Regions from separate parts of the Hordeum vulgare genome. Here region 1 is linked to region 2. Evidence: chromatin contacts called from public Hi-C data. All regions are on one chromosome and are shown on one strand. Each heading gives the region's core, a stretch centred on a gene start, on an enhancer-like site or on the middle of the called end of the contact. The rest is flanking DNA. Distances are from core to core; before and after follow the strand shown. Region 1 holds the start of LOC123433959 (monocopper oxidase-like protein SKU5). Region 2 holds the start of LOC123433943 (chaperone protein dnaJ 13).

Evidence for each region. Hi-C and Micro-C count contacts between places; a contact is called where the count stands out from the background.
Region 1: a Hi-C map of leaf shows a contact between it and region 2, with 7 times the contacts expected there. The contact joins the promoter of LOC123433959 here to the promoter of LOC123433943 in region 2. A contact is called at or near these places in 2 of 6 Hi-C or Micro-C datasets (leaf and seedling) and 1 of 1 datasets of contacts at active chromatin or transcription factors (embryo).

What each region holds. Positions count from the first base shown.
Region 1 is chr1H:325,392,231-325,395,057 of MorexV3_pseudomolecules_assembly, forward strand. It overlaps LOC123433959 (monocopper oxidase-like protein SKU5), which reads left to right and starts at 1,521. Exons shown (of 6, transcript XM_045115485.1): 1 at 1,521-2,070; 2 at 2,192-2,301; 3 at 2,418-2,688; 4 at 2,811-2,827. The coding sequence starts at 1,948.
Region 2 is chr1H:325,001,571-325,004,594 of MorexV3_pseudomolecules_assembly, forward strand. It overlaps LOC123433943 (chaperone protein dnaJ 13), which reads right to left and starts at 1,654. Exons shown (of 13, transcript XM_045115484.1): 1 at 1,277-1,654; 2 at 46-332. The coding sequence starts at 1,420.

The DNA of each region.
Region 1 (2,827 bases), core at 271-2,770, 390 kb after region 2:
AGTAACACCATAGTTAGAGCTACTGTTACTAGTAACTTCCATAGTTATTAGTCATTTAATACCCTTGTAATGGGACGTAGCGGGCCTGACGAACTCTATATAAGCTCTCCCGATGCTCTTCGACAAGGGTTAAGCACCGTGTGTATTCACACCCCTAATAAGCAAACACTAAGTCTCTCGGCTCGAGACGTAGGGTCTTTACCACTTCCGAATGGGGCCTGGACTCCTACATCCGAGTGTTACACATGCGCCATAGCTAGGCTCCGCCCCCTCATCCGTACCCCTCGTACTATTGTCAAGCTCGTTCCCTCGACATCTGTCGCCGCCACTTTCGCTCGCCGTCTGCTACTTAAAGCTCGTCGTCCTTCACTTTACTCTAGTAGATATGCCCCCATGCCACCGGACAACTTATCTAATGTCGGAGCGTCGACTACAACTACTTGATCAGGTCCTTGCAAGGCACGAAGACTGGATAGCCGCGGGGCTACCTCCGGATGTGTTAGATCCGGAGGAGGAGGAGGAGGAGCATGAGGACGGGGAGAAGAAGGAGGAGAGAGAGGAGGAGGAGGGTGTGAGGGACGCAGGGGCCGCGGATCTGCAGGCGGAGCAACATGTGATCCTTGATTCCTTCTGGTCGAAATCGACGACGAAGGCCAAGCGACGTGGTTTGCAAGAGGCGGAGGTGGAGCACACCACAGACGTCGACGAGATGCACGCGACTATGAAGGAGGAGTGGCCAAAACCCTCCTACGCGCCCATCTAATATGTAGTTTATAGAGGTGGAGCACACCACAGACGTCGGCCCGGACGTCGTGAACATTTTCGACAACAACAAAGTGTAGTTTATAGACTAGTATGTATGTCATCTTTTGTATGATTTGTATGAATTTAAGAAATAAAATATAAGGTATTCGGATCCATAGCATAAAATATAAAATAAATGTGTCTAGGGCACGTCTACATGTAACATAATTATTATACATCTAAATGATTAAATTAAATATATATAAAAAATACCCACATAAATCCCTATGTGATATCAATGATATAGAACTTAGATGTGTAATACTTATCTCACATGGTGTTTTAGCAAAATTGATATTAATTATGATTGGTTAATGTATATACGGTTCATGATCATTTGAGTGGCCGGGTTTGTTAAGTGTGGCTGTGGATGCTATAATTCCGTCGGAGAGCCAGCCGCTGTCGTGCAGCCGGTCCCATGCATGCACGTGCCCTGCGGCGCCGGTCAAGATGGCGCGAGGGGTGGTGGGGGGGCGCACCGACCGCAGCCAATGCCACCACCGCCATCACCGCGGCTGCGCGCATGGGATCCCACGTTCGCGCCCCGGTCACTGCTGGCCATTCGCTGGCCTGCGCATGTGGAGATGCTGGAGCGCCGTGCGCGCTTCACAACGTGGGTGCTCGAAGAGTTTAAGAAGGTTTTTATAGTCCAACGATTTCCTGTGCTGAGACTTGGAAGCAGATGCTTTGTTGTGCTTAGGGCCAAACTTGTTCGTAATACGTGGACCATCGCAAGCTTGGACTATCCAACGGTAATCAGATCCATCCAGTGAAACACAAGACCGAGCAAATTTTGCTGCCAAGGCAACGACCGCTGCGACCACCGGTCGAGCAGGCTCCGCTCCAACACGGGCATTTCCCCGCCGCGCTCAGCTCAGTCCACTCCAAGCGCATACGCTCCCCCACCGCAGCATTCCGCCGCGGCGCCACGCCACCCTGTGACCTACCACGCGCACGCGCTCCCCCTCTGCGTACACGCTGTCGAGCCAGTCCTCCTCCTTCCTTCCTCCCCAGTCCGTCCCGCTCTCTGCTCTCTGCTCTGCTCTCCACAGTGCAGCTCCACTGACTGAATCACCTGCTCTTCCTGTCGCTTCATCCGCCCAGCTACTCATTTCCCAAGACCGCCGGGCTCGACCCGCCGCAATGTGGCGGCTTCTCGCGCTGGTGGCGTGCGCCGCCGTGCCGGCAATGGCCGGCGACCCCTACGCCTTCTTCGACTGGGACGTCTCCTACGTCACCGCAGCGCCCCTCGGCGTCAAGCAGCAGGCAAGCTTAAGCTAGCAGCCATTTTACTCTCATATCACTCGTCGCGCAGCGCAGGCATTGTCCTCTGCTCCCCACCCTCCGTCTCGTTTTTAAGGAGCCGTTGTTTCCTTGTCGCCGGTAGGTGATAGGCATCAACGGCAAGTTCCCGGGCCCCGTCGTCAACATCACCACCAACTGGAACGTCGTCGTCAACGTGCTCAACGACCTCGACGAGCCCCTCCTAATCACCTGGTGCATGCCCATTCCCCCTCTCTCTCTCGCGCGCGCGCGTGTTGCCGCCATTGATTTGATTCCTTCGAGTCGCAGCAGGCAGGCCGCTGAGAATTGTGTTGCGCGGTGGCATGCAGGAACGGGATCCAGCACCGGAAGAACTGCTGGCAGGACGGCGTGCTGGGCACCAACTGCCCCATCCCGGCCGGGTGGAACTGGACGTACGAGTTCCAGGTCAAGGACCAGATCGGCAGCTTCTTCTACTTCCCCTCCACCGGCCTGCAGCGCGCCGCCGGCGGCTTCGGCGGCATCGTCGTCAACAACCGCGCCGTCATCGCCGTGCCCTTCGGCCGCCCCGACGGCGACATCACCATCCTCATCGGCGACTGGTACAACAGGAACCACACGGTGCGTCGTCGTAAAACACGCGGTTCCGGCCACCAAGCTAATCACAGCGCCGCACTGATTTCTTATGAGAGATACAGTGCCACATTGGCTTAATTGCTTGACCATGTGATTCCGCGCTGCAGGATCTGAGGAAGATGCT
Region 2 (3,024 bases), core at 404-2,903:
CGAGGACAGAGGATATATCATAGTAAAATGGAAAATACTCTGTACCCTCCCATGACGCCGTCGCCATCCAAATATTGTGGCAGTGAGATATTAGCTAGGATTGATCCAGTGGATCGAGCATGAAAGAAAACTTTCTCTTCCTCCTTACGCCGTCGCAGCTCTTCTAACTGTCGTTTGATTTCTTCGGGTTTATTTAACTTGGGACCAAGTTCCAGACCAGAATTTAAACCTTCCATGCCATAGATATCATAGATCTGTCTTTTGTTCTCATCCGATAGTATCTCATATGCATCACGTATTCGTTGGAAGTTTTCAGTTGCTACATCCTTCATCTATAGAAGCAGAAAAGACAACAAAAGAAGATCCTAGTCAGGTCAGAAGAACTCAGGAATGTAAATTATTGCAGATGAGTTATTCAGCAAAATGCAGATAGCACAAGTGCAAGTCTAACTACCATTGAATGAAATTTTAATCCTAGCAATATTAATATAAATTGCGAATACAGAAAAAACATGTAACGGCATGTCCCTTCTCTAATTTCCATTTATCAAATAACTTTTTCTTTCGCCAAATTGATATTTACAGGATGAATTGGTCTGATCAAAATATAATTAGCAGGATGCCCGTGCTTGTGTTTCTACGGTATGAGGTAATGCCATGACAGGTTGTCACTTGTCACTTCTCCAGTGCTCATGACAGGTTGTCACCTCTCCAATATCCGAACAAAATACGCAAGATAGGTTGTTACCACATAACGAACGAAGACCTGTCCTGTTCCAGACTGATCACAAAAAATATAGGTTTCATTCAACCGGCGTGCGCATTTGACTCAGCATTACCCAGTCTCTTCCTATGATCTTATAATTCTCCTAATAATCTCAGACGTAATCTGATTGATACATGATAAAGGAATAAATTCATACCACGTGAGTTAGCAAATAGAGACATAGACATTGCCCAACCCTTCCCTTTGATCTCTGTCTCTCCTCAAAGGAGAAATACCTACAAACTATAGGATACCAACAGCAATGTCTGTCCGAAGCAACCAACGCCTAATCCAAGCACACGACAGTACAGGATCAAACCAGTGAAACCCAACTGCTTAACGACCTCGAAACAATCAAATTCCCGCACCAATTTGCCCCACCGCACCGCATCCCAAGCTACCGCAATGTCACCACCAGCCAAAAGCCCAAAACTATGGGTGCAGCAACCCTAAGCCACCACTAATCGAATCTCAGCGGCAGCCCGGAGAGAGAGGGGGCGGGAGGGTTACCTGGGGGTCCTGGTACTTGTCGGGGTGGTAGATTTGCGCGAACTGGCGGTATGCCCTGCGGATTTCCTCGTCGGAGGACTCCGGCGAGAGGTGCAGAAGCGCGTAGAGCTCCCTCCCGTCCTCCGGCTCCGGCTCCGGCGCCATGACGCCGTGCGGCTGCGGCGGCTGCTTCTGCTTGCCCGGCACGGCGGTGGGGGGCGAATGGGGCAGGGTTTTTTTTCGGACGCGAGGGTTTATGGTGATTTTCCTTCTTCTTCTTGGTGGATTTGTTGGGGATTAATAAAGAGTTCTTCGATTTCTACTTCCGCCTCAAGACATAGACATCCATCACAGGGTGAAGGAGCTATACTCCCTCCGTTTTCTTTCCTTCGCTGATGAAATAAAATAAAGGAGTCCGTTTTCTCGTCTGGGTGACGGAAAGAAGAGAGGGCGTCGTCGCCGTAAGAAACAGGTACGGTCCCTGACGAAGCGACGAAGTTCGGAAACCTAAACTCATCTCGTATGGGGGCCCCTATGTATCGCTTATAGCGAGACGTAGGAACCCTCGCTTCAAGAAGAGCGCTAGATGGGCCTGCCCAGCTCGCGGAAGGTCCACGGACTCGTTTTTTTTCATGTTTTTTTGCTGTTTTTGCTTTTTTTTACTTCTAATAAATATATCAATAAATATATTTATAAAACAGTTTGAAAGACATTTTATAGCAATGTTAACCAAGTATTTAAAAAGTTAAATGTGTATCGAGAAAATATTTATAAAGTATACAAGAAAATACAGTGGGTATGAAAAAAAGGATCATATACTTAAAAAATGTTAATGAGGCATTCAAAAAATAACAAGTGTTCAGAAAATGTTAATCAGAACATTTTAAAAATAATAAAAGTGTATAAATAATATGTTGACCATGTAATAAAAAATGTCAATCTCATATTTAGAAAAACAATCAAGCATCTGAAAATGTTAAAATGTGTATAAAAAATGTTTATCATGTATTCAAGAAATGTTATATATAAAAATATTAATCAAGCATTTAAAAAATGTTTAAAATATGTATACAAAACAAAATTCCCGTGTATTAAAAAATTATTTAAAATGTATTTATAAAATAATAAACATTTAATAAAAATATTGTTGACATATACAAAAATATAGAATGAAAACCAAAAGAAACAAAGAAATATGAAAGAACCAATGAAAACCAACAAAGAAAATAAAAAATAAAAAATCAAAGAAAATCGGTAAGAACAGTGTAAAAATGAAAAGTCTAATGAAAAAACAAAAAGGTAGAGAAAACAAGTAAATAAAAAAGGAAAAATGGAATAAAACCGGACCGAACGAGTCTACGAGTAAGTTTTTTAAGGGTAAAGCAATGCTTTATTAATCATAAGCCACAAGCTCTGGGATACAAGATTGATCGTGGGGTTGGCTCAACCAAGCGTGACACCCGAGATCAAGAGAAAGAGAGTACTTGGCTAGCTATGTGCTCCCGTATTGGCACCACGCCCTTCGAAAGTAAAGTTACAACAAAAAAACTCGATCTAAGCTTAATCTCATTGACTATGGCTCCATGCTTTCCCCTGCTTAAAGTTGCAATGTGTGATATGGTTTGCTTAGAGTTCGATGAGACCAACATGCGCTCCACGTGCAAGTCTTCCGCTAGAGCCAAAGTTTCTCTACAAGCGATCATCTCCAGGATAGCGGGATCCTCGACACAAGCTATCACCAGCGCAAAGCTTCCCAAAAAATTGCCATG